Regions from separate parts of the Sus scrofa genome. Here regions 1, 3 and 4 are each linked to region 2. The links are chromatin contacts, called in public Hi-C, HiChIP or PLAC-seq and promoter capture Hi-C maps. All regions are on one chromosome and are shown on one strand. The core of a region is the stretch at or near the end of the contact, and the rest is flanking DNA. Distances in the headings are between cores, read along the strand shown. Region 1 holds the start of PIGS (phosphatidylinositol glycan anchor biosynthesis class S). Region 2 holds the start of PHF12 (PHD finger protein 12). Region 3 holds the start of NUFIP2 (nuclear fragile X mental retardation-interacting protein 2). Region 4 holds the start of KIAA0100 (protein KIAA0100 homolog).

Region 1 (6,237 bases), core at 2,244-4,743, 350 kb after region 2:
CAGGTCCTGGCTGCGGTGTACAAGGCCCTGAATGACCATCACGTGTACCTGGAGGGGACCTTGCTCAAGCCCAACATGGTGACTCCTGGACATGCCTGTCCCATTAAGTATAGCCCGGAGGAGATTGCCATGGCAACTGTCACTGCCCTGCGTCGCACTGTGCCCCCAGCTGTCCCAGGTACCAGCCTGCTTCCAAACCTGTTCCTTTCCCTAAGATTCATTCCAGGTTCTTCTTGTGGCCTTTAGGGTCTCCTTACGCTGACAAAAAAAAAAAAGGAGCGACCAATCAGTTTGTCTTCTTTTCTCCACCTTAGGAGTGACCTTCCTATCTGGGGGTCAGAGTGAAGAGGAGGCATCTCTCAACCTCAATGCAATCAACCGTTGTCCCCTTCCCCGGCCCTGGGCCCTCACCTTCTCCTATGGGCGTGCCCTGCAGGCCTCTGCACTCAATGCGTGGCGAGGGCAACAGGACAACGCTGGGGCCGCCACGGAGGAGTTCATCAAGCGGGCCGAGGTTGGGAGCTAGAGGCGGTGGTTGGGGAAGTGGGGTGTAGTGGGGCTGGGGGCGGGACCTGGACGCTATAGCCTGGGCGGGGTTTGGCCCCTCTGGACTGGGTCAGCCTGCTTAACCGCCCCCCTCCTTTTGCAGGTGAATGGGCTTGCGGCCCAGGGCAAGTATGAAGGCGGTGGAGAAGATGGTGGAGCGGCAGCACAGTCCCTCTACATTGCTAACCACGCCTACTGAGGACCCACTCCACGCCACAGCCCTGGGCCTGGCCACCTGCTCCCGGTCTTGCCTGTAGTTATGGCCAGGGCCAAGTATCCATGCAGAGCAGAGATGCCTCCATCCAGCACTGAGTCATCTTCCTTTTTTTCTCCCCCTCTCCCCTCTCCCATTGCTGCACCTGGGACCATTGGATGGGAGGATAGGGAGCCCCTTGACTGAGGGCAGGAGAACTTGCTAGATGTCAGAGCAGAATGCCTGGGTCTCCCCCCACCTCTGCCAGCCCCGACAATTTCCCCACCGTGGGGTTGCTTATCCTTGGGCTCTCCTTGCCCACCCCCTCTCCTGGGATCAGAGGGTAGGACACCAGAGCTTACTCATGCTTTGGCTACATACCATATAGCAAATAAATGGTAGCAAAACATGCTACTTTGTCTGTCTGTTTTACACATCCAGTTCCCAACCTCCCAGTTTCTGATCTCCACCAACTCTGTCTCTGAGCCCCCTCTGACCGTGGAGGTGGAGATGGTGGGTTTTGAGTTTTACTGGGCTCACCCAGTCACTCTTCCCAGCTCAGACTCTTGCCTCTTGATGTCCAGGGCTGGACCAGGGCAGGATGGAGGGCTGCAAGGCTTTTAGAACCTGCCACTTCAGAGGCACTTGGCTGCAGCCGCAGGAGGATGGAGTGAGGCAAGACTCAAGCAACTTCTGAAAGCAGCTTTTGCGCAAGGCCCAAAATGGGGTTAAGGGGATGGGAGTCTCCCACTTGCTGTGTTGAGCCCTGCTGGGGCTTGACACAGGGTGCTAGGGGAGCCGCTGGAGGAGGAGTACCCGGGCTTAGGCCCAACAGGGAAAATCTCCAAGGCTCAGCACTGCCAGACCCAGCAGGATATCTAAGAGGTTGCCAAGGGCTATTGTCCACTCTTATTTGTGATAGATGGAGGCACCGAGGGAGCCAGTTTAAGAGCCAGTGGGCAAGAGCAGACCTGGTGAGGTCTCAGGCTGAACTTGGCTGGGGCTTGGGTGTAGTAGGTTCGGCACCTGGCTCTATCTGAGCAGATGAAAAGATGAGAAGCTTTGAGTTGAGTGTGTTCTGTGTGAACTGGGGAGGTCATGCTCTATGTAAAGTGCACAACCAATGCTTCACCCAGATAATTATTTGCAATAAGGAAATGTAGGCCCAGTAATGGCCTGATCTTACATTAACAAAAATAGCTAACACATAGCACTCTCCTGCCAGGCCCTATTCTAATCACTTTACATTTGTTAACTCATTTATATAACAATTCTATATAAAGTAGATATTATTTCTACCCCTACTTTTATTTCTCCTTTTTTTTTTTTTTTTTTTTGTATTTTCTTGGGCCGCACCCGTGGCATATGGAGGTTCCCAGGCTAGGGGTCTAATCCGAGCTGTAGCCACAGACCTACGCCAGAGCCATAGCAATGCGGGAATGCGGGATCCAAGCCACATCTGCGACCTACACCACAGCTCAGGGCAATGCCAGAACCTTAACCCACTGAGCGAGGCCAGGGATCGAACCCGCAACCTCATGGTTCTTAGTCGGATTTGTTAACCACTGAGCCACAACAGGAACTCCTTCTTTTTTTTTTTTTTTTTTTTTTTCTCTTTTGGCCATCTGGCTGCACATAGAGTTCCCAGGCCAGGGATCAGATCTGAGCTGTGCAGTTTCGCCACAGGCAGCAGCTGCAGCAATGCCAGATCCTTTAACCCACTGTGCCTGGCTAGGGATGGAATCCTCATCCTGGTGCTGCAGAGATGCCCCGGATCCTGTTGGTCCACAGTGGGAACTCCTACTACCTCTCTTGTAATATGGGGAAACGGGCACAGAGAGGTTAACTTCTCAAGTTCACCCAGGTAAAGTAAATCTAGGATTTGAACCCAAGTGATCAGTACTGAGTCTGTGCTCATGAATTTTCAAAGGTTTTAAGTGAAGTATTCAGACTTTAACAAGTTGGAAATGAATTCAAATGAATTTTAAAATGTTGAATGAGCCAAATGTGCTAAAAAGTTGCTAGAGGAGCTCCATGATAGGGATTATAATGATCGTGATAGGTGACTTTTGAGTGCTTTCTTGTGCCAGGCACTTTACATGAATGATCACATTTTAGTATCTCCATTTTTCTTTTTTTTTCTTTTTAGGGCTATCCTCGCCCCATATGGAAGTTCCCAGGCTAGGGGTCAAATCCCAGCTGTAGCCGCCGGCCTGCACTACAGCCACAACGTCAGATCCCAGCCGCATCTGTGATCTACACCACAGCTCACGGCAACGCGGGGTCTTTAACCCACTGACAGAGGCCAGGGATTGAATTTGAGTCCTCAAGGATGCTAGTCAGGTTCGTTTCCGCTGAGCCACGGGAGGGGTATTTCCTCACTTTCCAAAAGGGAAAACCCAGGCTTAGAGCTTCCCGTGGTTGCCCAGCTATTATTTAACGACTGCAGCGTTTACGCTTTTAATCCCTGGGGCTAGGAGTGAGTTCCACAAGGAAAAGGGGTACAAATCAAGCGTCTTCCAGCAACGCTGAAACCTTTACAATTCCTCGGCCACCCCTAGGCGCGGGAGCAACCTTTCAAACTCTGCAAAAGGCTCTGCGTAGGCCCCGCCTACCCCTCGCTGGGTTTTCTCCCGCTTGCGCGTAAGGAGTGCCGCTCGTGATTGGCCGCGATCCTGCCGTGGGCACGCCTCCTCCTCTCGGGTTCCCGACTGGGGGAGGCCTACACAGCACCGCCCCTCGGCTGCCGGAGCAATCGGAAGGAGGCATGGCGGCCGCCGGGGCTGCGGCTACGGACTTAGGTGCGGTAGCGTTCGGGTGGGGGGCTGTGGCTCGCGGATGCGGGGGTGGGGAATGTGGTGTGCCAGAGATCCCTCGGACTGGGGGTCGGGGTTCGCCTCAGACAGGATCTCATCAGCTACGGGCCCCGGCCCCTCGCACAGGAATCCCTGGGAAAGCAGGTGGAGAGGCTCGGAGTACCTGGGGCTCCTCCGCGTCGGGTGTGGGCCGGCACCTGAGCCCACTTCTGGCGCCTCAGTGGATCTCCTCGTACTCCCAGAGGTGGTCCGCGGCAAGCGCGCCGCACTCTTCTTCGCTGCGGTGGCCATCGTGCTGGGGCTGCCGCTCTGGTGGAAGACCACGGAGACCTATCGGGCCTCGTTGCCTTACTCTGAGATCAGTGGGCTGAATTCCTTGCAGGTAAAACCTCGGTGGTGGTGGGTCAGGCGACAGCCCACCGGCAAGGTAGAGACTCAGCTGATGACCTTGCTGCTTCTTCTTGCAGCTCCGGCTCATGGTGCCCGTCACTGTCGTGTTTACCCAGGAGTCAGTGCCATTGGACGACCAGGAGAAGCTGCCCTTCACCGTTGTGCATGAAAGAGAGATCCCTCTGAAGTGTGAGTTCCCAGGGAGGGGACTGCGGAGTCAGGGTAGCTTTTCTGGTGTGAGCTCAGGCCACAGATAAGTTGGATAGGAGGAGAGTATGTATCCCGTAAAGGTAATTAAAAACTTACTGAGGAGTTCCCATTGTGGCTCACCTGAAACGAATCTAACTAGTATCTATGAAGGTGAGTGTAAGATCCCTGGCCTCACTTAGTGGGTTAAGGATCCGGCATTGTCATGAGCTGTGGTGTAGGTCACAGATCCGGCTTGGATCCCACGTTGCTGTGGCTGTGTCATAGGCTCCAGCTGCAGCTTCAAGTAGACCCCTAGCTTGGGAACCCCTATATGCTGTGGGTGCGGCCCCCCCAAAAAAGCAAAAAACCCCAACTCGTTGAAACTTATTGAAATGCCTCTCTGAATGAACAGTATTTGGGGTTAGAAGAAAAGCATCTTTGAATTGTGTTCATCATTAACTTCTATTTATAAAATAGCTATGCTACCTGATCAGAAGCAGTTGATGCTTATTTGGGGATAGGGGAGGAAGTGAGATATAGTGGAATGATCTCAGAGTTTGGAATCAGTTTGGACTGTTATACAGGATTTATTCATTTTAACATTGAACACTTTCTGAGTGTTATGTACTTTTCTTAGGTATCGGGGATTTGGGGATGAATAAGAAATTGATGTTGGTTTCAAGAAGTTCATAGGTAGGGGAGAGAGACACTTAAATCACAGCAGAAGTATGTAAGTATATAGGAAACAGATTGTACTTAAAAAAGAGGCTATAACTATCTGGGAGGAAAGAAAGGAAGGGCAAGTTTCAAGGACTGTAATTTTTAAGCTCAATTTTTAAAGGATGTGTAGGAAGTCAGGTTAAATGAAGATGGGGAGGGAGGGAATTAGTATTAGCCAGGAATAGTGATAGCTAATGTCAGTTGTTCATTATATACCAGAAACTAGGTGAAGCGCTTTACATGTGTTGCCTCTTTAATCCTAGTGTTATGATCCCCGTCTTAAGTCTCTTTTGTCTCCTTTATTATATATCACTTTCCCTTCCCCCACCCTTCTTTTCATTGATTTTTTTTTTTTTGAGAAACCAGTCATTTGTTTCATAGAACATCTCATATTCTGGATTTGGCATATTGCTTCCTCCTGGTTTCATTTAATTTATTCCTCTATTATCCATATTTCTTACAAACTAGTAGTTAGATTGAGAGTTTGATCAAAATTAGGTTCTATTTTTTAGGCAAGCATACTTATAGTTGGTGTAGTATAGTTTCTATCGTGTTATCAGGTAATGGCTGGTTGTTTCACTTTGGGTGATATGAAAATGATTTAGGAGTTCCCATTGTGGCTCAGCATGTTAAGGACCTATCGTGGTCTCCATGAGGATGCGGTTCAATCCCTGCCTCGCTTGAGGTGTTAAGGATCTGGTGTTGCTGCACATTGCAGCATCAGTTACACATGCGGCTTGGATCCGTGTTGCCATGGCTGTGGCATGGGCCTCAGCTGCAGCTCTGATACGACCCCTGACCTGGGAACTTCCATATACCACAGGTGTGGCTGTTAAAAAAAAAAAAAAAAAGGTGATTTTTTTTTTTTTTCCCTATATTTTATTCCCTGTCAACCTTTTACCTGATGGTTTTAGCATCTGTTGATACTGGAATCCATTTCATTATGTAGCAAAAGGACAACTTTTAAATTCTGCCATTTTTTTCTGCATATATGACCTGGAATTTTTTTTTTATAAAGAAGAACTTTCCCAATAAATTTTAGGTTCAGCTTATCAAATTCCAGGCAGCAAAGAAAAAAAAAATCCTTTGAGATTGCTTTACACATTTAGATTAATGAAGAGAATTGACATCCTTAGACTATTTACTCTTGCCATCAAGGAGCTTTGTATGTGTTTTCTATTTTATTTAGATCTTCTATGTCATTGAGTAAAGTCCTGTTTTTGTCTTTTCCAGGGCCGTACCCGGGGCATATGAAGGTTCCCAGGCTAGGGATCTAATCCAAGCTGTAGCCGCTGGCCTACGCCACAGCCACAGCAACGACAGATCTGAGCTGAGTCTGCAACCTACACCACAGCTCAGAGCAATGCTGGATCCTTAACCCAC
Region 2 (6,160 bases), core at 2,333-4,832:
GTTTCCTTATTAAAATGGTGTTTTTGAAAAAAAAAAAAAAAAAAAGCAATGGCCTGGTAGATGATGCTTTCTTGGAGGGAAAGGCAGTGGAAGATAAATAGGATGTGGATTTTAGAACCAGAAGGCATGCTGGACCTACCAACTGATTATCACTAGATTTTATCAAAAAAAGTTACACACCAATGCTTCAGAGACTACTCTCCCAAAAAGGTCAGTGCAATGGATGGCATGCGAAATGAGAGGCCTCCACGGCTGGTGCCACAGGGGTGTGGGAACCTAGGACCACAATGCTCATCCATCCAAATGCTTCATTTCCTCCTCTTTTCTAGGTCTAGAACTACAGACTGGCACACATCCCCCAGGCCCTCCTCAAAGCCACTGTATTGCTAAAAAAGCCCAGGAAGGAGTTCCCGTCGTGGCGCAGTGGTTAACGAATCCGACTAGGAACCATGAGGTTGCGGGTTCGGTCCCTGCCCTTGCTCAGTGGGTTAACGATCTGGCGTTGCTGTGAGCTGTGGTGTAGGTTGCAGACGTGGCTCGGATCCCGCGTTGCTGTGGCTCTGGCATAGGCCGGTGGCTACAGCTCCGATTGGACCCCTAGCCTGGGAACTTCCATATGCCGTGGGAGCGGCCCAAGAAATAGCTAAAAAGACAAAAAAAAAAAAAAAAAAAAGCCCAGGAAGCTGATGCCTCTCTCCTTTTACTTCCTTCCCAGCTAACAAGGCTTAGGAAATTGGAAGAGAAATCAGAGACTGAACCTCTGAATATGAGGCCCTAGTTCGTCTTGGCCGCAGGGAACATCCAGGATGTTAGGCACAGAAGCAATGCACTGTAAGGGCTTGGCTCCTATTTTAGTAAAAGGAGTATCCATGGGCTCCAGAAAGACGTGGAGGTGGCTGAAGAGGATCTACCTAATTTTGCCATGTTTGGTCCTTCTCAGCCTCTATGCCTCTTCCTTATGGCCCCCAGCACCTTTTTAGATGTGTTTACCCAGTCTTGGTCCCCAGCACATCCATGCTAAGAGGTGTGCTCTGCATGGTTGCTCTTCAGAATAAGAGCAAGAGGCAGGCAACAAGGAGTTATGGACACTAAGAAGCCAGAAGACAAAAACCCTGAAGGAAATAGTATCAGCTACCAGGACTTCTACAGTCTTCCAACAGGGAAGTTTTGACCACTCATGGCTTGACCACTCATGGCCGCCCACCTCCTGGTTCTACCACAAGCCATCTTGAAGAGGTGAGGCTCCAGTCCATCAGAATGCAGTGCCTAAATTAGCCACAAGAGGTCACTTCCTAAGGCATCTGTATCCCATCTGCTTGTTCTCCCTTTATCCTCCTTGAATAGCCAGGGCTGGAGCTCTCCAAGGTGGCACAACTACTGGCCCCAATGGGACCTTACCCTCCAAGTTCTAAGAGGAAGGTGTGTGATGTGATTAGTTTCTCTGGCACTTGTCAACAGATCAAGTGTTACTTTCCTCATTAGCCCACTAATGCCTATTTCTGTTCTTAACTGCAATGATGGTATTGATCAAAGCAAGGCCTTGCTCATTGGGCATGTGCCACTGGCTTACTTATCTGCCCCACAATACCTTCAGGCTGACACAGCAGCACAGCTGGGCCCTGAGCAATAGGAAGGAAGCCAGGGCGGTGAGGGCACATGATGTATCCATTTGTGAGGGTGTGAAATACAGCCTCAGAAGGGATGAGGTTCAGCCACTTTCATACTTCTAGCTCTCCCCTCCTCTCTCTCTGAGGGCCACATCTCTGGCCCACAATCATTGAGTCTTGTTTGGGAGCTCTCATTGTGGCTCAGTGGTAACGAACCCGACTAGCATCCATGAGGATGCAAGTTTGATCCCTGGCCCTGCTCACTGGGTTAAGGATCCAGTCTTGCTGGGAGCTGCAGTGTAGGATTCAGATCCCACATTGCTGTAGCTGTGGTGTAGGCCAGTGGCAACAGCTCCAATTTTACCCCTAGACTGGGAACTTCCACATGCTGGGAGTGCCGCCCTAAAAGACAAAAAAATTCTTGTTTGCTGAGGCTGGTAGAGGACAGAAAGGGCCGATCTACATATCCTTTGATCAATAAGGCCCAGGACCTTAGTGTTCTTTCCAGGCACCAACAGGATCATTAGGAAAGTCAGAGAAACAGAAACCTAAGACCACATATGGACATCCTTACCCTATCCACTTTATCATCCCAAAAGAAGCAGCATCTCCTCACAGGCAGATAGATAGTGTCCTAACTTGGGAATCAAATCTTTTTCATTCCTAGGTCTGCCATAAATGCATTATGTGAAATATGCAAATCACTACTCTTCTCTGTGCCTCTGGAAATGAGGGGATTAATACAGATGCTCTTTAAACCCTTTCCAGTTTTAGGTTTCTGAGAATGCTAAGGATACCTTAACATCAAAAGTGAACCAGGCTACCTGCCCAGGATATCTGGTAAAAACGCCAACTAAATGCCTAGTGTCAGGCACAATGATGCCACTCCCTTCTCCTTCGCTCCATCAACAGTCAGGCAGAGACAACAGGCCATCTCCGAAGATGAGACCAAGGGGAGGGCGATCACAGAGGAGGGAGCTGAAGTCCTGCCCAGAATTTCAGTGAGGCCTTCAGACTACAAATCCCAGCATACCACACTGAAGCTATAAAAAGTATCTCTTCCGGGCAGGCAAATCACTCTTCCCCCAGTTCATCCTACTGCACACTGCATCGCACGCACATGGAACTACGGCTCCCACAATCCACCAGACCCATCGCGATTCTTGCTTCCAGGGTGCAATGCGCTCCCGTTCGCCCTTTGGCCCCTTTGCGCGTTGCAAACTGGGAATTGAAGTCCACAGTAGGCAGGTAGCTGGGCGTTGTCAGCATTACAAACTTCGCTTTTGGCTTCCTTTCGGAGAGTGGTTCTCAGAGATAGTGGTCAAGTCGTAACGGAGAGCTCTCCATGGTGCCATCACTAGCAAAGGCAAGCATGCTCAAGCTAAAATTTACTGTCGGGATCGGGAGGGAATTGGGAACAGTAGCCATCCAACCCGACACCGAAAACATCGTTTTCCGTTGCAATGGCTTTTCTTTTATCTTTACCAATATGGCGCCTGGTCCAGCCACACCTGACGCTGGAACCTGACAGTCCAGTACGACATCCTTAGGAGTACGGCCTATCAGTCCAGCCAGCACTACACTTTGCTCCTTTCTGTTCATGCCTAAGGACTCCAAGGACACGATAGCCTATATATCATTACCAAAATGGCGAAAGTATAAGCACTCTTGTGAGGGCCTACAGGTAACAACACGCCTGCGCGGGAGCCGGCTGCGTTGTTGTGGGGCGAGAGGGGAGCATCCTTAACACGCCTGCGCGGGAACCGGGTGCTCTTGGGCTATTCACAAACTCCAATGGATGAAGGGTCCTCCTGTTCCTGCGGCTGCGCTATGACCCTTACCAGCTCGCCCAGGCGCCTGCGCGAGACCTCAGGTCCCGCCCTTTTACCTCAGTACGCTGGCGCAGGGCAGAAAGGCGGGGCTTCGGTGCTCCAGACGAATGCCAGCGCGGCTGCGCGCTGGGGGGTACCCCCTCACTGCGGCTGCGCGGGAGCCCGGCCGCCGGCTGTCACTGCGGTTGCGCGCGGCGAGCGGCGATCCCGGGGCGCCTGCGCGGGTGGCTTTGCGGGCGCTCGCGGTAAGTTTGCGCCAAGTGCGCGGCAGCCGGGACGCAGACGGCGGCAGCGGCGAGAGGCGGAGCCCGGGGACCACCCCCCATCACCCTCCCCGCAGTCACCTCACGTACCACAACCTCACCTAACCTCTCACCCCCCCTCCGATCCCCCCAGCCCCGGGATGGCAGCGCCCGCCAGCCTTCCCGGCCGGACCAGCGGTCGCCAGCGCCGGCTTTAGCCTGTGGGACTAGGCCCCGCCGAGGCCTGACCCCCGGAGCCGGGACCCACCGTGCAGCCAGCCGCCGGGCCGGGGCTGAGGGGCCGCTCCCCCTCACGGCCCGTGGGAGGACGCTGTCGTCCCGGGGACTGGGGGCCGGGGGGTGGGGGGAGCCAGGGCGAAGAAGTCGGGACCCGTGTTGGTAAAAAAGAAGGGGGGCCGGGGTCAGGAGCGCCCCCTCCCCCCGCTACCCCCTCCCCCCGGGGTTGGGGGGGCCGGAGCAGAGAGCGCCCAGCCCGGGAGGTGGATGAATGTGGGAGAAAATGGAGACCAAGACGATCGTGTACGACTTGGACACGTCGGGGGGGCTGATGGAGGTAAGAGTGGCCCTCCTCATTTCTTTTCCCTAGCGCCAGTAGAGAACCTCCGCCCTCCGCCCCACAAAGCCGGTCCTGAGCTCGCAGCGCAAGAGGGCCGGGGAAGGGGGGGGGCTCTTCTCACCCAGACGCTCCCTCCCATCTTTGCAACTCGGGGGGCTGAGCTCAGCCGCCGAGGACGTTTGCAGCAGTTTCACCTACCCGCCGCCCTCGATTCGCTCTCCCGAAGCGCCAACCCACTCCATCGCGTTGCACCGGCGGGCCTCCCCACCCCCTTCTTGTCGGCCCCTTTGTGCTTCCCCCAGCACGTCCGGGTACCGAGCTTCAGGCCTCTCCCGAGCCTCGCTTTGGAGTCCCCCACTGTCCATACAAGGAAGTGGCGAGAAGGGAACCGCACACCCTCTCCCCATCCCCCCTACCCTGATCCTCCCCATTTGGAAGAAGCCGTTCTCGTTGTTGTGCTGCAGGAACGCGGTTAGGGTGGGCTCCCCTGTTCCGGGGGCTGAGAGGTTCTGGGAGCAGCCTGGATGGGAGGAAGAAGGACAAAAGGGGGGAGAAGGGTGGGTGACAGAGAAGCTGCGCCGGGGGGGCGACGGACCGCCCGGGAGCTCCGAGTGTGCACACACGCCATTTGTATGTGTGTGCAGCAAATCCAGGCTCTGCTGGCTCCCCCCAAGGCGGACGAGGCAGAAAAGCGGAGTCGGAAGCCAGAGAAGGAGCCCCGGAGAAGCGGCAGGGCCACCAACCACGACAGCTGCGATAGCTGCAAAGAAGGGGGGGATCTCCTGTGCTGTGATCACTGCCCGGCCGCCTTCCACCTCCAGTGCTGGTAAGGTCTGGGGACCCCTCTGTAGCCCCTTGAAGGACCCTTCTCGGCACATTCCTTCACCCGGCCTACCCCAGCCTGCCGAAATAACGGGCGTTTGCAGCCGCTAGCTGACTTTCTGCAGCCGCTGGGGCGAGCGCCTCCCCGCCCCCAGGTGCTGCCCGGATCCGGCCGTTCGAGGGGGAGGAGCAGCGGTGGGTCCGGACCCCGAGGTGGGGGTTGGGAGGAGTGAGGAGAGCCCCATCTGGGATTGGAAGTCGCTGGGGAGCCGGGACCGAGCCGGCAGGGCTCGGCCGGCGGTGGCGGGGGAGGAAGGGGAGGAGCTCCGGGCCCTGCGCCGCTCTCCTGCCCGCGCGCCCGCCGCCCTCGGGCTGCTGCCGGGCTGGGCTGTCCTCGGGGTGGGTGCGCAGGAGCCCTTGGCCGCCCTGGTCCAGGCCCGCCGGACCCGGCGCCCGGGCGCTCTGGGCCGTGGAAGAAATCATGGAGGGTGTCTCTCGAGTCCGCCTCTTCTGTGCCTCTCTGTTTACAATATGGCGACCTGCCTTTAAATTATATTTTTATTCTCAGCGCCATTTTGGCTGCATATATGATTTTCAAACGTCTCCCGGGGAACGGTGGTGGTAGCCTCGGAGTCCTTTCTGCAGAAGCTTCTCCGGGGCCGGGGCTGAGATCTTGCCGCTTTGGTCCCCTTTCTCTGCCGCCGCTTGCCCCCTGTTGCCTCTCGGAGCTGCCTCCCTCTTCCCTCCCCTCCCCGCGCTGCCGCCTCTTAGGAAATCGGGCCGGGTTAGACAATTAAAATTGCCCTTGGGCGCGGATTTCACTTCTCCGCTCCGGATCGGCGAACCCTTCGCTGCAAAATTCTCTGCTGCCGGGGCAGGATTATGTGCGGTGGCTCCGCGAGAGCGTTTTAAGGAGCGGAGAGCTGGAAAGCTGTGCGCTTCCCACCCCCTCCCGACTGAAAGCGAGGGGAGGGGAGAGACTGAAGAGGGAGGGAAGGACTAGGGTTGGTCGCCCGTTGCTTGATCCTCCTCTGCAGTTCAGCCCAGAACAATCCGGCCAAGCAGAGTTTACACTCCAGC
Region 3 (6,067 bases), core at 1,033-3,532, 330 kb before region 2:
AGAGCGAGTGCTTTTGGTGTGCTTGCAACTACAATTTAGAAAATGTAGAAAGGGAAGTTATGACTCAGGGATTTTTGATTTCCAACCAAATGCTCAAGTCAGCAAAAGACTATAAAGCCCTATCAACATAATCCTAAATTCTACAAACACTTTAATTTCTTTAATAAATGGGAAAGTGGTGCAATACTATTCAATGGCAAAGACTTATTTGTCATGACATGTCATTATTAGGGATTTAGGTCTCAAAATTGGGTGAATGTACTCCCCCTCCATCAAAAGGGTCTTTCTTTAAAATTTAGCAAGGCAATGCAAATCCTCTCTATAAAGGATAAGTCAAGGTCTGGACATGGTTGTCTGGATTCGGTGACATTTGCTCTTGGAAAAAGGTTTTTACCTTTTAATTATATTTCTGTGCTGATACTCATTAACTTCAAAGCACAAACTTCCTTGTAAGCTTCTGTGTTCCTTTAACATTGTCCTGCTATAGGAACTCAAGCCACATTTTAAAAATTGTAAAGTATAACATACACTGAGGAAGAAATTCATATAGCCATTGCTGAATGAATGGAAAAATAATATGTGGCATATGCATACAGTGGAATATTATTCAGCCTTAAAAGTGAAAGAATTTTTTTTTTTCTTTTCCTTTTTAGGGCTGCACCAGAGGCATACGGAGGTCCCCAGGCTAGGGGTCTAACCACAGAGCTGAGGTACAATCTGTGACCTACACCACAGCTCATGGCAACACCAGATCCTTAACCCACTGAGCAAGGCCAGGGATCGAACCTGCAACCTCCTGGTTCCTAGTCGGATTTGTTTCTGCTGTGCCACAATGGGAACTCTTAAAAGAGGAAGGGCTGATACATACCACAACATGGATGAACCTTGACGACATTATGTTAAGTGAAATAAGCTAGACACAAAAGGACAAATATTGTATGAGTTCAATTATATAAGGTGTCATAAAAGTAGAAAAAAAAAGGTTACTAGGGCATGGGGGAAAGAGGGAATGGAGAGTTACTGTTTAACGGGTACAGAGTTTCAGTTTCTGATGATGAAAAGTTCTGGAGATGGACAGTGATGGTTTTATAACAATGTGATTGTACTTAACACTAAACAGCATACTTAAAACTGATTAAAATGGTAAATTAAAAAAACCAATATAACATACACTGAGAAAAATTACACATACATACATATTCAGTTTACGAAATAATTATAAAGCAAATATATATGTAATCACCATCTAGGTCAAGAAATAAAATATTATCAGAGTACACCCGTGCATCCCCATCACAATCTCTTTCTTCCTGCGTAGTGAGTCTCCTGACTAAACATTTGCTTTTAAAAATCAGGCTGTGATGTGGTAATGCAGGATAAGTTAAGTCAGTATTACAAAATGCAACAGACTATTTCTTTAAATTCCTATATTTTCCAAAAAAATTTTTTAAAACTTAACTTTCAAAGTGCTCTTTCCTCCTCTTTCTCTCTGGAAACTCTTCACATTCTAAAACCTATCTTGGTTCCACAGTTGACCTCACCTGCAGAGTTAAAAAAAAAAAACAATAAAACTTCAGTGTAGATTTTAGATTTTCATTCCTCCCGCTCTCCCTTGCCTCCATCTACAAAGAAACAATGATTTAAACCCTTTGTGCCCTTTTAGAAAATTACACAGATACCCCATTGTGGAATCCTATAATCCCTTCGTGGAAAGGAAGAGATTAGCATATGAATACAAAGCAAAATGAAACCAGAATACAAAATGATCTACTGGGTTGTGAAGTTCTTCTATTTGAAAAAAAAAATGTATTTATTTCCTCTTTTTATATTGTCCCTTTAGTGGTCTCAGGGTTAAGGGAATTGAGCTTCCCCTCTGGTTACCCGGAAAAGGATTTACAAAAAATAAATAAATAAATAAAGCCAACAGATTCTAAGGAGGTGCAAAACCAACAGATGGCTCCCAGAGCCAGTGAAATCACCAGTGGAATCTGCTACCCTCGACATAAGCTAGCTTTCGAGCGAGGAGTGTAGAAAGTGCTGTTCGCATACTGCGCGGTGAAGGAGAGAAAGCGACAGAAGAGCGAGCCATAGTGCTGACGTTGAAGGCCCGGCCCTGTGAGGTTGCATAGGGTAAGTGGCGTTGGCCAGGAGGCAGCGGCCAAGGGGAAGGAAAGAGGATTTGGGCGAGGGGCGGGGCCTGAGGCTCAGCGTGCCTTCTGATTGCTGGGGTGCGGCTGCCAATCTCGCAGAATCGCTCTGTTAACCAGTGCGCTGGCGAGACGCGCTCAGATATACTGAGTGAGCCCGGAGAAGCAGTCTCAGATCCTGACGGTGCAGCAGCGCGCAGCCTCAGCCAGAGAGTCCCAGCCGCTTTCAATGGAGGAGAAGCCCGGCCAGCCACAGTCTCAGCACCATCACAGCCACCACCATCCGCACCATCACCCTCAGCAGCAGCAGCAGCAGCAGCAGCAGCCGCCGCACCACCACCACCATTATTATTTCTACAACCATAGCCACAACCACCATCACCACCACCATCACCAGCAGCCTCACCAATACCTGCAGCATGGAGCCGAGGGCAGTCCCAAGGCCCAGCCAAAGCCGCTGAAACATGAGCAGAAACACGCCCTCCAGCAGCACCAGGAAACGCCGAAGAAGAAAACAGGTCCGGGAGGGAGAACGAATGGGGGAAGGGGGATGGGGTGGGGGGGGTAGGGGAGATGGGGGTGGGGCTGGATCGGGAGAGCGCGGACCGGGTCGAGGTGTGTGTGTGTGTCCCCATCCTGCGGGTCTGGGGAAGCCCCCTTTCATTCTCCAAAAGCTCGGGTTGGGCCTCGGAGTTTGCAGCGCCCTCTTCTTCCCCTCAGCATGGGAGAGGCCCAATCGGGCCTGTGTGACCTTCCCGGCCCCCGCCCGGGCTGGAGGGAGACTCGGAGGGTCGGCCTTGGAAGTCTAACCCTATATTCCTTTCTCATTTGCCTTCCTGGGGCCCTGGAGGGAGCCTAATTTGGGGGCGAACTTAGCCCCCTCCCAAATCCTTTGGGGTGTAACTCGGGAAGGCCTAGCGAATTCCGACTTGGGTGGCGTCGCGAGACCCTTTTGCAGGCGGCGAGGAAAGGGTAGGGGGGCAGACTTGAAGTGTCCTTCCTCACCCGTCACCCCAAGCCCACCTGTGGCCTTGGGGTTCCCCGTCTGGGGGGGGCGGTTGGGACCCTTTATCTCTCGGGTCATTTCCACCACTAGACGCCCCATTTGGGCACCGGACCTCGTAGTCTGTCCTCACGGCTCCTCCCGAGGCCGGCGCCCCAGGCCCGCTCCCCCCAGAGCCGGCGCGGCTGGAATGTTCTCTCCTCCTCGCGAGGCCGCTTCCTGTCCGCCATGTTGGAAGCCGATTCCTGTCACTGACTCCGGCCCACTGAAGAACAGAGGGGGAAGGGTGTCGAGGGGCGCACAGCGCGGCGAAGCCGGGTGGCTCGGGAACCCCCCTGGCGTCGCGTCGCCCCCCACACTGCGGGGGCGCCGCCGCCCCCGGCCCGCGGCCGCCCCTCCCCCAGTCGCCGGCCGGGTTGTGTAACCCGGTGGCGGCCGCGCGGCCCCGGGCGGGTCCCTGGGGTGAGGGGCGGGGGCGGTTGGGGTGGGGGAGGGACTCGGCCACGAGGGGAGCGGCCTGCGCCGGGCCCCGCGCGCCGGCGGCCGCGTTTCCCGCTCCCGGGTGCGGCGGGAGGCGCGGGCGTTCGGGGCTGGGAGCCGGCCTAGAAGCTGAGCTGAGAGAGAAGGAGGCCGCGGGCGGCGGCCGCGGGTGCTTCTCCGGGCAGGAGGGCTGGGGGGGGCGGGGGGGATACATTTTGGGTAGAGGCGGTGCCTGAAGGCCGGGTGGGGTACCCAGCGGGAACCAGGCTCCCCGGTCACGAGTTTCTCTGCCACAGGAACCTCGTCTCCTGCCAGGTTCGCTCACGACTCCGCCTCTCAGGCTTTCTCTTGGGCCCTTTTCCTTCTAGCAGCTCATTTTTACAAAAAAAAAAAAAAAAAAAAAAAAAAGCTTGTTCTATCTCCCTCCTAGCCGCAACATTTACCATCTGGGGTTGGGCAGTGTTATTGAAAGGCGAGATTAGAAAAAATGTTTGGATGGGGGAAAGGGCGAGGGTTTTTGTTTTTTTTTTTCACCCTGCTTTCTTGCCCTTAAGGGTGAACCGAGGTGGCTCATCCATGAGGTTGGTGCACTACCATCTTGCCTGGGATGAAGCTTTTTATCACGTTAAAAGGCAGGGTGTTTTCCCATTTTAAAACCGATTTGGACCCCCAAAAAGTTTATGACCACTCAGATTTTTTAAAAAAAGGTTCTTTATAAATTGAAATGTTAAGAAAATGAATGTTAAATCCAGCGTGTCAAATTTGGTGTAAGCAGTTACTGAGAGCTGGAGAAAAACTGCTTTTCTATTGCAGACTTAATGTAGCTTGAACACTGAAACTGGAATGTCAGATTCTCCATTTTGGCGGGGTGGTGGGAACTGATGGTGTACAGTAGAAATCAGCATATTTGTTGAGTGTTTAATTCTAAATATTTGGAACAGTTTTTAAACTTACAGAAATTACACAACATTAGATGCTTTTAATGTTGGGTCTTTTTCAACTTAAAGATGAGAAAAATCTTATGGTTACTTGAACTGTAAGGCAGTGTTAGAGTTCAGATTGGAAAATTCAGCTTTGTCCCAGGTATCAATATACTCATGCAGGACTCCTCTACCTAAAGAAACAACCCTGAACCATTCAAAGTGGCATCCATCAAATTAGTTATATCTTGAAAGGGGATAAATAGGGAAAATTGGGTTTAGCAGTTCTGAGAGGACGTAAACAATTTGGGTTAAGCAGCTTTTCTTGTATGGCCTGGTCACATTACTGTTGCTTCAACATGCATAGTGCTAAGGAGACTTAGGATTTTGAGGATTTTTGAAATGTGTTTGTAATGTGTTGAGGCGGGCTTTTATGACCCATACCCATAAAGAGGAAGTTTTTCTTTATCCAGAAGAGGGCGCAAGAGAGGGCCAAATGGATTTGGTAATTTCAGATTCTAATCCAAAAGCTGGGTTTATTAGGACTCAGGGTTTGCTGAGTCTATTCCAAGTAGGGTTAGATGATTTAGCATGGCAACCCTAAATAATAAAAGCACAGGGAGCCCTTTAATTTCTCTCAATAATCCTATAGTGATTACATTTTAAAAAATACCCGAGTTTTAAAAAGAAAGTGACTCTGGCAGACTTTCTGCCTACCAACAAGGTTGCCATGGAAAATTTTTATATAGTTAAATTAGAAATGCTTTTTGTAATTAAAACTTTGTGGTGAAAATATAGTGGCTTCTGGGTGGTTTTATAAATTTCTGGTTTCCCACCAAATAGGAAAAATTATTCTAGTTAATTTAAAAGGCCTGGCTTTGGTCCAGTTTGGTTTGGACCTTGGATTAGTTCTTTATTTTGGTGTTTAAGACTGCTTATCGTTGAAGCCTGAAAAGTTATGACTAAATTGGCCTACAGGTCCAAACGTTTGTTTAGCCTGTCAGCATGTTAAGAGGTATATATAGTTGTTCTTTTTGGCTTAAAGCTGTACATGAGTAATATATATCTGTTAAAAATGTTGAGTATCTTCGAGTTCCTGTCCCTGGCTCAGCGGAAAAGAACCTGACTAGTATCCATGAGGACACAGGTTCGATCCCTGGCCTTGCTCAGTGGGTTAAGGATCCGGCCTTGCTGTGAACTGTGGTGTAAGCTGGCAACTCCGATTTGACTCCTAGCCTGGGAACTTCCATATGCCATGGGTGCAGTTCTAAAAAAAATTTTTAAAAAAAGTTGTGTATCTCTGAAATTTCTGCTTATCTAAAAAGAAGAAAGAACCTTTTAGAAAATATCCCAGTGATCTCTGTTTCATAGTTAAAATTATTTCACCGAAAGTTTGATATAACAAAAAAAAAAAAAAAGAGTGCCCATCATGGTTCGGGGGTAATGAACACAACTGGTATCCATGAAGAGGCGGGTTCCATCCCTGGCCTTGCTTATTGGGTTAAGAATCTGGCAAT
Region 4 (6,062 bases), core at 1,672-4,171, 280 kb after region 2:
GGAGGTTCCCAGGCTAGGGGTCAAATCGGAGCTGTAGCCACCGGCCTACGCGGGATCCGAGCCGTGTCTGCAACTACACCACAGCTCACGGCAACGCCGTGATCGTTAACCCACTGAGCAAGGGCAGGGACCGAACCCGCAACCTCATGGTTCCTAGTCGGATTCATTAATCACTGTGCCACGATGGGAACTCCTGGATTTTTTTTCTTTTTTTTGAGCCAAACCTGCGGCATATGGAAGTTTCCAGGCTAGGGGTCAAATTGGGGCTACAGTTCCTGGTCTGCGCCACAGCCACAGGAATGCGGGATCTGAGCTGTATCTGTGACCTACACCACAGCTCATGGCACTCCCGGATCCTTAGCCCACTGAGCAAGGCCAGGGATTGAACCCATGTCCTCATGTATACTAGTCAGGTTCGTTAACTGCTATGCCTCGAAGGGAACTACTGGACTTTTTTTTTTTTTTAATCCTTATTTGCTTTAGGGAGATAATGCTGAACATTTGGAGATACTGGATCGTGTCACACATGGCCCCATAACATTAAAGGACTTGCTCTCTCTTTTTTCTTTTTGCCACACCCATGACACGTGGAAGTTCCCAGGCCAGGGATCAAACCTGTACCACAGCAGCAACCCAGGGAGTTCTCACTGGGGCTCAGCAAAACGAATCTGACTAGTATCCAAGAGGACTCAGGTTCGATCCCTGGTCTTGCTCAGTGGGTTAAGGATCTGGTGTTGTGGCTGTGGTTAGGCTGGCAGCTGCAGCTCCAATTTGACCCCTAGCCTGGGAACTTAATGTGCCATGGGTGCAGCCCTAAAAAGCCACCCTCCCCCAAAACAAACCAGCAACTCAAGCTGCTTCAGGGACAATGCTGGATCCTTAACCTGCTAAGTCACTAGAGAACTCTTAAGACCCGCTCTCATTTACAAGAACGTGTCTTAGTAAGCTGAGGTCTCAAACTAGTTGAGCTCATTCTGCCCGCTTCCCCCTTATTCTACTTCGGTTGCATCGATCCCTTGAGATCACTCCAGAATGTAAACATAATGAAAGCAACATTTCATGCTAATGAGATAGTTGGGAGTTGGGTGGTAATAGCCTAGGGAGAAAGAAGGCAAGTGATAGAAACATCTGAGTAAAGAGAACAACTTGCACAACATGAATGACAGTAGGGAGATGTGTTGTAGTTACCCCTTCTAGCTTGGTCAGAGTTTTCACTAAGTTATTACATCTTCCCTGAAAGTTCACAGACAGCGTATATCTTGAGGCTGCAGATTACAAGGATGATCGTGGAACTATAGTTGAGAGTTAAGTATGAACTTGAAAAAAACAGTGGCAGAGCCCTTGGGGAAATGTGAAATGACCAATGAGAGGACTTGGTAAGGAAGGAAACCTGTTGGGAGGGTAAAAGCAACTCTGGGTAACCTAGGTGAAAGTTGAAATGGGGCTTTATCTGAAGGAGTGGGAAAGAAAGTCCCCAAGTGAAATCCTGAAGGAGTTTATGGAGATGAGGATGTCAGAGCAAAGGGATATGAGGTATTTATTTTTAAATCCTTAGAATTTCTTTAGCTTGTACTGTGTTAGCATCACTGCACTAGAGTTGGAAGGAACATTTGTCCTGTTGCATTTCACAGAGAAACAGGTAAAATAAAGTTGACTGAATTCTCTATTTCACATAATGATGTTTGCTTTCCAGATAAATTGTTCCCAAAGGGCAAGAACATATATAGATAGTTCTTAGATAGTTCTTGTGGAAGATATGTACAATATGTACACACACACACACACACAAGCTTTTTTTTTTTTTTTTTTTTTTTGGTCTTACCTGCAGCAGGAGGAAATTCCTGGGTCAGGGATCAAACCCACGCCACAGCAATGACCTGGGCAGCTACAGTGACAATACCAGATCCTTAACCCACCGTGCCACAGAGGAATTCCAAGTACAATATTCTTTACTTTTTTTTTTGTCTTTTTGTTATTTCTTTGGGCCGCTTCCGCGGCATATGGAGGTTCCCAGGCTAGGGGTCGAATTGGAGCTGTAGCCACCAGCCTACGCCAGAGCCACAGCAACACGGGATCCGAGCCGCGTCTGCGACCTACACTACAGCTCACGGCAACGCCGTGATCGTTAACCCACTGAGCAAGGCAGGGACCGAACCCACAACCTCATGGTTCCTAGTCGGATTCGTTAACCACTGCGCCACGACGGGAACTCCTATTCTTTACTTCTGTAATACCACTCCAGCGCAGTGCTTTGACTGCTGTTGACAGTAGAAAACTGAAAACTGCAAGGAAAGGTCCAGAATGGTGCTGCCCACACAGCAGCACAATACATATTAACTAGAACATTTGAACAGTAAATGAGTTAAAAATTCATTCTGTTGTGAATGGAATGAGGTGGGACTTTTGAGGCCTTTTAATTACCCCTTGGTTTCCTCAATGATGTTCGGATAAGGCTCTGGAATAAGACAGGATAAGTACTTCGTATGACCCAGGGGTATAACTGGGGCATTAGCCTCAGTCCAGGCCCTAAGTGGCCACGCAGACTCTATACAACTACTCTGGGAAACGCTTTGAGAGAGGATCTCCCCGCAGTGAAGCGATCCATCCGGGTCCTCTGACATCCTGGGAGCGAGCCTAGGCCCGGGCGAGCCTAGGCCCTGGCGAGTAAACCCGGTTCCGCTTTTCCGGGTCCAGAAGGGTGCGCCTGAGGCGGGGCCTGTGTGTCAATCGGCTTGAGGGCCGCTCCCAGTGCGCTCCTTCCGGAGCCACGCCTACACTTCGCGCTAGCAGCCGGTTGGCCCCACTGGATCGCGGGCGCCGGGCGGGCGGGGCCGAAAGACAGCTGGCAGGCTGGCTGGCTGCGGGAGGGGGCGGGGCGCACTCGCGCCAACGCTTCCTCCCCCCGCGCTGTCCCTGCGCTTGTTGCTGGTCGGCCCGTGGCGGCCCAGCTTGGAGCCGGCGGGGGCTGCCCCGGCAGGGCGGGGGCCAGAGCCGGGCCGGGCCGGGGCCGGAATGCCCCTGTTCTTCTCCGCGCTCTTGGCCTTGCTGTTGGTTGCGCTCATCGCCCTCTTCCTAGGCCGGTGAGGGGATCCCAGCTACAGCGGGGGAGGGGACAGTGGGAAGGGAAGGAAGAGAGGCTGAGGAGGGGGCGCGCGCAGGAAAGAAGCGGGCGGGAGGGGGAAGGGGCTAGAGGTGGGGAGATGGAGAGGGGGAGGGGCCGAGGAGGGGGCTAGCGACTAGGAAAGGGATCGAGCGGGGGCGTACGACCGGAGCTGTCTCGGAAGAACCGGGAGTGGGGGGGAGAACAAGCAAGCGGACGAGGCCTGAGGAGATGCTACGATTGGGAGGAGGATGGAGGTGTGAGTGAGGACGGGGCTCGGCTTTTCTTTTTCCATTCACTCGCCTCTGAACGTCCTCTTCCGCGAGCGCGAAGGGCACCTGCAACCTGCCCTGGGGAGCAGGAACAGGTCTGGCTGCCCAGGGAGAGCGGCATTTGAGTCGGCTGGGTGTGACCCCACAGTGCCTTCTCGCGGACACCTGTCTGGAAGGCGAAGGAGACCCTTTGGGGTGATGTGATGGGCACATCTGGCAGGGGTGCTTGTCCTTCGACTTCTCTTGGGAGTCTTCTCTCTATCTCTGGGGTTCCTAAGGATTTGAGGGATTGCTTTCTTTGTCTCCAACTTAGAAGGTGCAGTTTAGTTCGTCTGATTTCATCTGGGTGGAGGGGACACTCCAGGGCTGGGGTCCTGATCTGCGCGGATGAATGTATATGACAGAATGGTGTTTTGGAAGACAGGAGAGCTGCCCAGAAGATTCAGCTACAAATCATGGTCCTTTGGAAGGTGTTCTAGGGCCAGCAGGGGGTGAGGGAGGCCATAATTGGGAGAGGGTCCTATGAACTCATAAGGATTTTTCTGCAGGTGGCTTGTGGTCCGGTTGGCCACCAGTTGGTGTCAGCGGAAGCTGAAGGCGGAACTAAAGATTGGCTCCTTTTTTTGGATACAGAATGTTAGTCTTAAATTTCAGCAGCACCAGCAAACAGTGGTGAGAGTCCTGGGAAACTCCCTGGGTAGTATGTGGGGTTGATCCAAATGAATTTCAACTTTTGATTTCCTTTTTTAAGAATTGTAGTGGCTCTCTCTCCTAGTTAACGCAGCCTTGCACCCCTTTGCCAAGATGATCTTAGAGCTAGTTTGGGAATACTGGAATTGATGCAAGTGGTTCTGTTAAAAATGCTTATAAGGCGCAGAGTGTCGAGGGCATGTAAGAAAGATAACAGAAGCACAGAACAAAGATAATGGGAAGTAGAAGAGCTTAATTTAAGAGTGGAAACAGGGCAGCATATTCGTAAAAGAGAAATACTAAGCAAGTTCAGTCCATGTCATTGTGAGGAACAGGCTATCACACTGAGGAGAGAAGCTGGTAGAAATAGTAATGGAGAGTATTTAGTGGAGAGCTATTGCACTTCCTCCTGTTCTTAAAACATTTCCTCGAGTTCCTGCTGTGGCTCAACAGAAATGAATCTGACTAGGAACCATGAGGTGGTGGGTTTGATCCCTGGCCTCGCTCAGTGAGTTAAGGATCTGGCATTGCCGTGAGCCGTGGTGTAGCTTGCAGACGCAGCTCGGATCTGACGTGGCTGTGGCTGTGGTGTAGGCCGGCAGCTGTAGCTCCAATTCGACCCCCTAGCCTGGGAACCTCCATATGCCGCAGGGGCAGCCCTAAAAAGAAAAGAAAAAAAAATTCCTATCTTGAAAAGTAGGAAATTTGGCTGCTCTTGGCTTACCCAGCAGTTAGTGTACAAAGCTTTCTCCCTTGCTGTTTTAGGAAATTGATAGTCTACGGATTTCCAGCAAACTCCTTAGCCATGATCTGCCGTGAGTAGCCTATCACCTCATGCTCCTTTGGAGAATATTTTGGGATTGAGGTTTGCAGAACGAGATTGTTTCAGAGAGGTCTTACAGCCCAAGGAGGGTAGTGGGTTCTTGGTTATTCTCTGGGTTAGCCTGGAAGCTATTGTTTTATGGGAAAGATATTGAAAGCTACTGTAAGACTATTTATTGTCCATGATTTGAGCTACATTTTTAGGGGGGATGGGAAAGTGAATGTGAGGGAGGGAAGACACTGCTGTGGAAGGGATGGATCTGATGGCAGTGAGGCATCTCTTCTGGGCAGACACTATGTGGCCTTGTGCTTTGGAGAAGTGCGTATCAGAACGGACCTCCAGAAGGTTTCTGGCCTGTTTGCCCCATTCTCCCAGAATGCTGGGGTACACCAAAAGGAGCTGTCCTTCAGCCCATCCTTACTGAAGATCTTTTGCCAGGTGAGACTACTTTCCCACTTTCCTGGACTGAAGTAGAGGTGGTTGGCTTTGAAGTCGTAGGTGGATTTTTCTCCTGTATTTTCTACTGTGAGAGCTGCTTCCTAACTCTTTTTCCACTGTAAAAGAAGAGCATTGCCTTGACTGTTAATTATTTTTTGTGTTTGCATCTTCCTTCCAGCTATTTTCCATTCATGTAGATTCTGTAAACATCATGGTTCTCAAGGTGGCCACTTCTGAGTCATTGTGGCACATTCAGATCAGAGATTGCAGCTTTCTTTTGGATAGTGATGGGAAGAGGTAAGTATGGGTAGAAGGGTAGAAGAAAGTTTGGTATTTGCCTTATAGTTGTTTCAGGGTGGGTAGATGTCAGAGCGAGATTTTTTGGGTTTTTTTGTTTGCCCCCCCTCATTTTTTTTGGCCACACCTGTAGCTTATGGAAGCTCCCAAGCCAGGGAATTGAGTGCAGACTGCAGCTGCAACTTATGCTGCAACTGCAGCAACACTGGATCCTTAACTCAGTGTGCGGGGCCAGAATCAGACCCACCGTGCTACAGAGACAACGCTGGATCCTTAACCTGCTGTACCACAGCAGGAACTCCAGGGCTTTCTTACCAAGGCATCAAGTTCTCATTTTGTGTAATTTGAGGAGAAATTAAGATTAGGCATTTCTGCTTGCCTTGTGCCCTCCAGCCAACAAACCTTGATTGAAGGTAAAGGGTGAGAAGAGGGACCAAGTGCT

The links. Promoter capture Hi-C pulls out the DNA fragments that hold promoters and counts their contacts. A called contact is a pair of places that touch in the nucleus more often than the background predicts. HiChIP or PLAC-seq counts read pairs in DNA pulled down with a chosen protein or histone mark.
Region 1: a contact with region 2 is called in a Hi-C map of liver, with 4 times the contacts expected there. The contact joins the promoter of PIGS here to the promoter of PHF12 in region 2. A contact is called at or near these places in 1 of 47 Hi-C or Micro-C datasets (liver) and 1 of 2 datasets of contacts at active chromatin or transcription factors (alveolar macrophages).
Region 3: an H3K27ac HiChIP or PLAC-seq map of alveolar macrophages shows a contact between it and region 2. The contact joins the promoter of NUFIP2 here to the promoter of PHF12 in region 2. A contact is called at or near these places in 1 of 5 promoter capture datasets (liver), 1 of 47 Hi-C or Micro-C datasets (liver) and 1 of 2 datasets of contacts at active chromatin or transcription factors (alveolar macrophages).
Region 4: a promoter capture Hi-C map of liver shows a contact between it and region 2, with 2.4 times the contacts expected there. The contact joins the promoter of KIAA0100 here to the promoter of PHF12 in region 2. A contact is called at or near these places in 2 of 5 promoter capture datasets (fetal liver and liver), 4 of 47 Hi-C or Micro-C datasets (heart right ventricle, liver and skeletal muscle) and 1 of 2 datasets of contacts at active chromatin or transcription factors (alveolar macrophages).

Annotation. Positions count from the first base shown.
Region 1 is chr12:44,818,289-44,824,525 of Sscrofa11.1, reverse strand. It overlaps PIGS (phosphatidylinositol glycan anchor biosynthesis class S), which reads left to right and starts at 3,493. Exons shown (of 12, transcript NM_001244339.1): 1 at 3,493-3,540; 2 at 3,798-3,937; 3 at 4,023-4,134. The coding sequence starts at 3,507. It overlaps ALDOC (aldolase, fructose-bisphosphate C), which reads left to right. Exons shown (of 9, transcript NM_001243928.1): 7 at 4-178; 8 at 315-514; 9 at 650-1,150. The coding sequence ends at 745.
Region 2 is chr12:45,172,177-45,178,336 of Sscrofa11.1, reverse strand. PHF12 (PHD finger protein 12) reads left to right here and starts at 3,582. Exons shown (of 16, transcript XM_005656997.3): 1 at 3,582-3,684; 2 at 3,836-4,255; 3 at 4,903-5,084. The coding sequence starts at 4,190. It overlaps SEZ6 (seizure protein 6 homolog), which reads left to right. Exons shown (of 19, transcript XM_021067505.1): 19 at 1-45.
Region 3 is chr12:45,502,802-45,508,868 of Sscrofa11.1, reverse strand. NUFIP2 (nuclear fragile X mental retardation-interacting protein 2) reads left to right here and starts at 2,282. Exons shown (of 4, transcript XM_021067508.1): 1 at 2,282-2,665. The coding sequence starts at 2,377. LOC106507970 reads right to left here and starts at 3,853. Exons shown (of 2, transcript XM_021067509.1): 1 at 3,266-3,853; 2 at 743-1,541. The coding sequence starts at 3,844. The coding sequence ends at 1,515. It also overlaps the pseudogene LOC100519797.
Region 4 is chr12:44,890,327-44,896,388 of Sscrofa11.1, reverse strand. KIAA0100 (protein KIAA0100 homolog) reads left to right here and starts at 2,921. Exons shown (of 43, transcript XM_003131765.5): 1 at 2,921-3,080; 2 at 3,921-4,044; 3 at 4,828-4,877; 4 at 5,176-5,323; 5 at 5,502-5,620. The coding sequence starts at 3,013.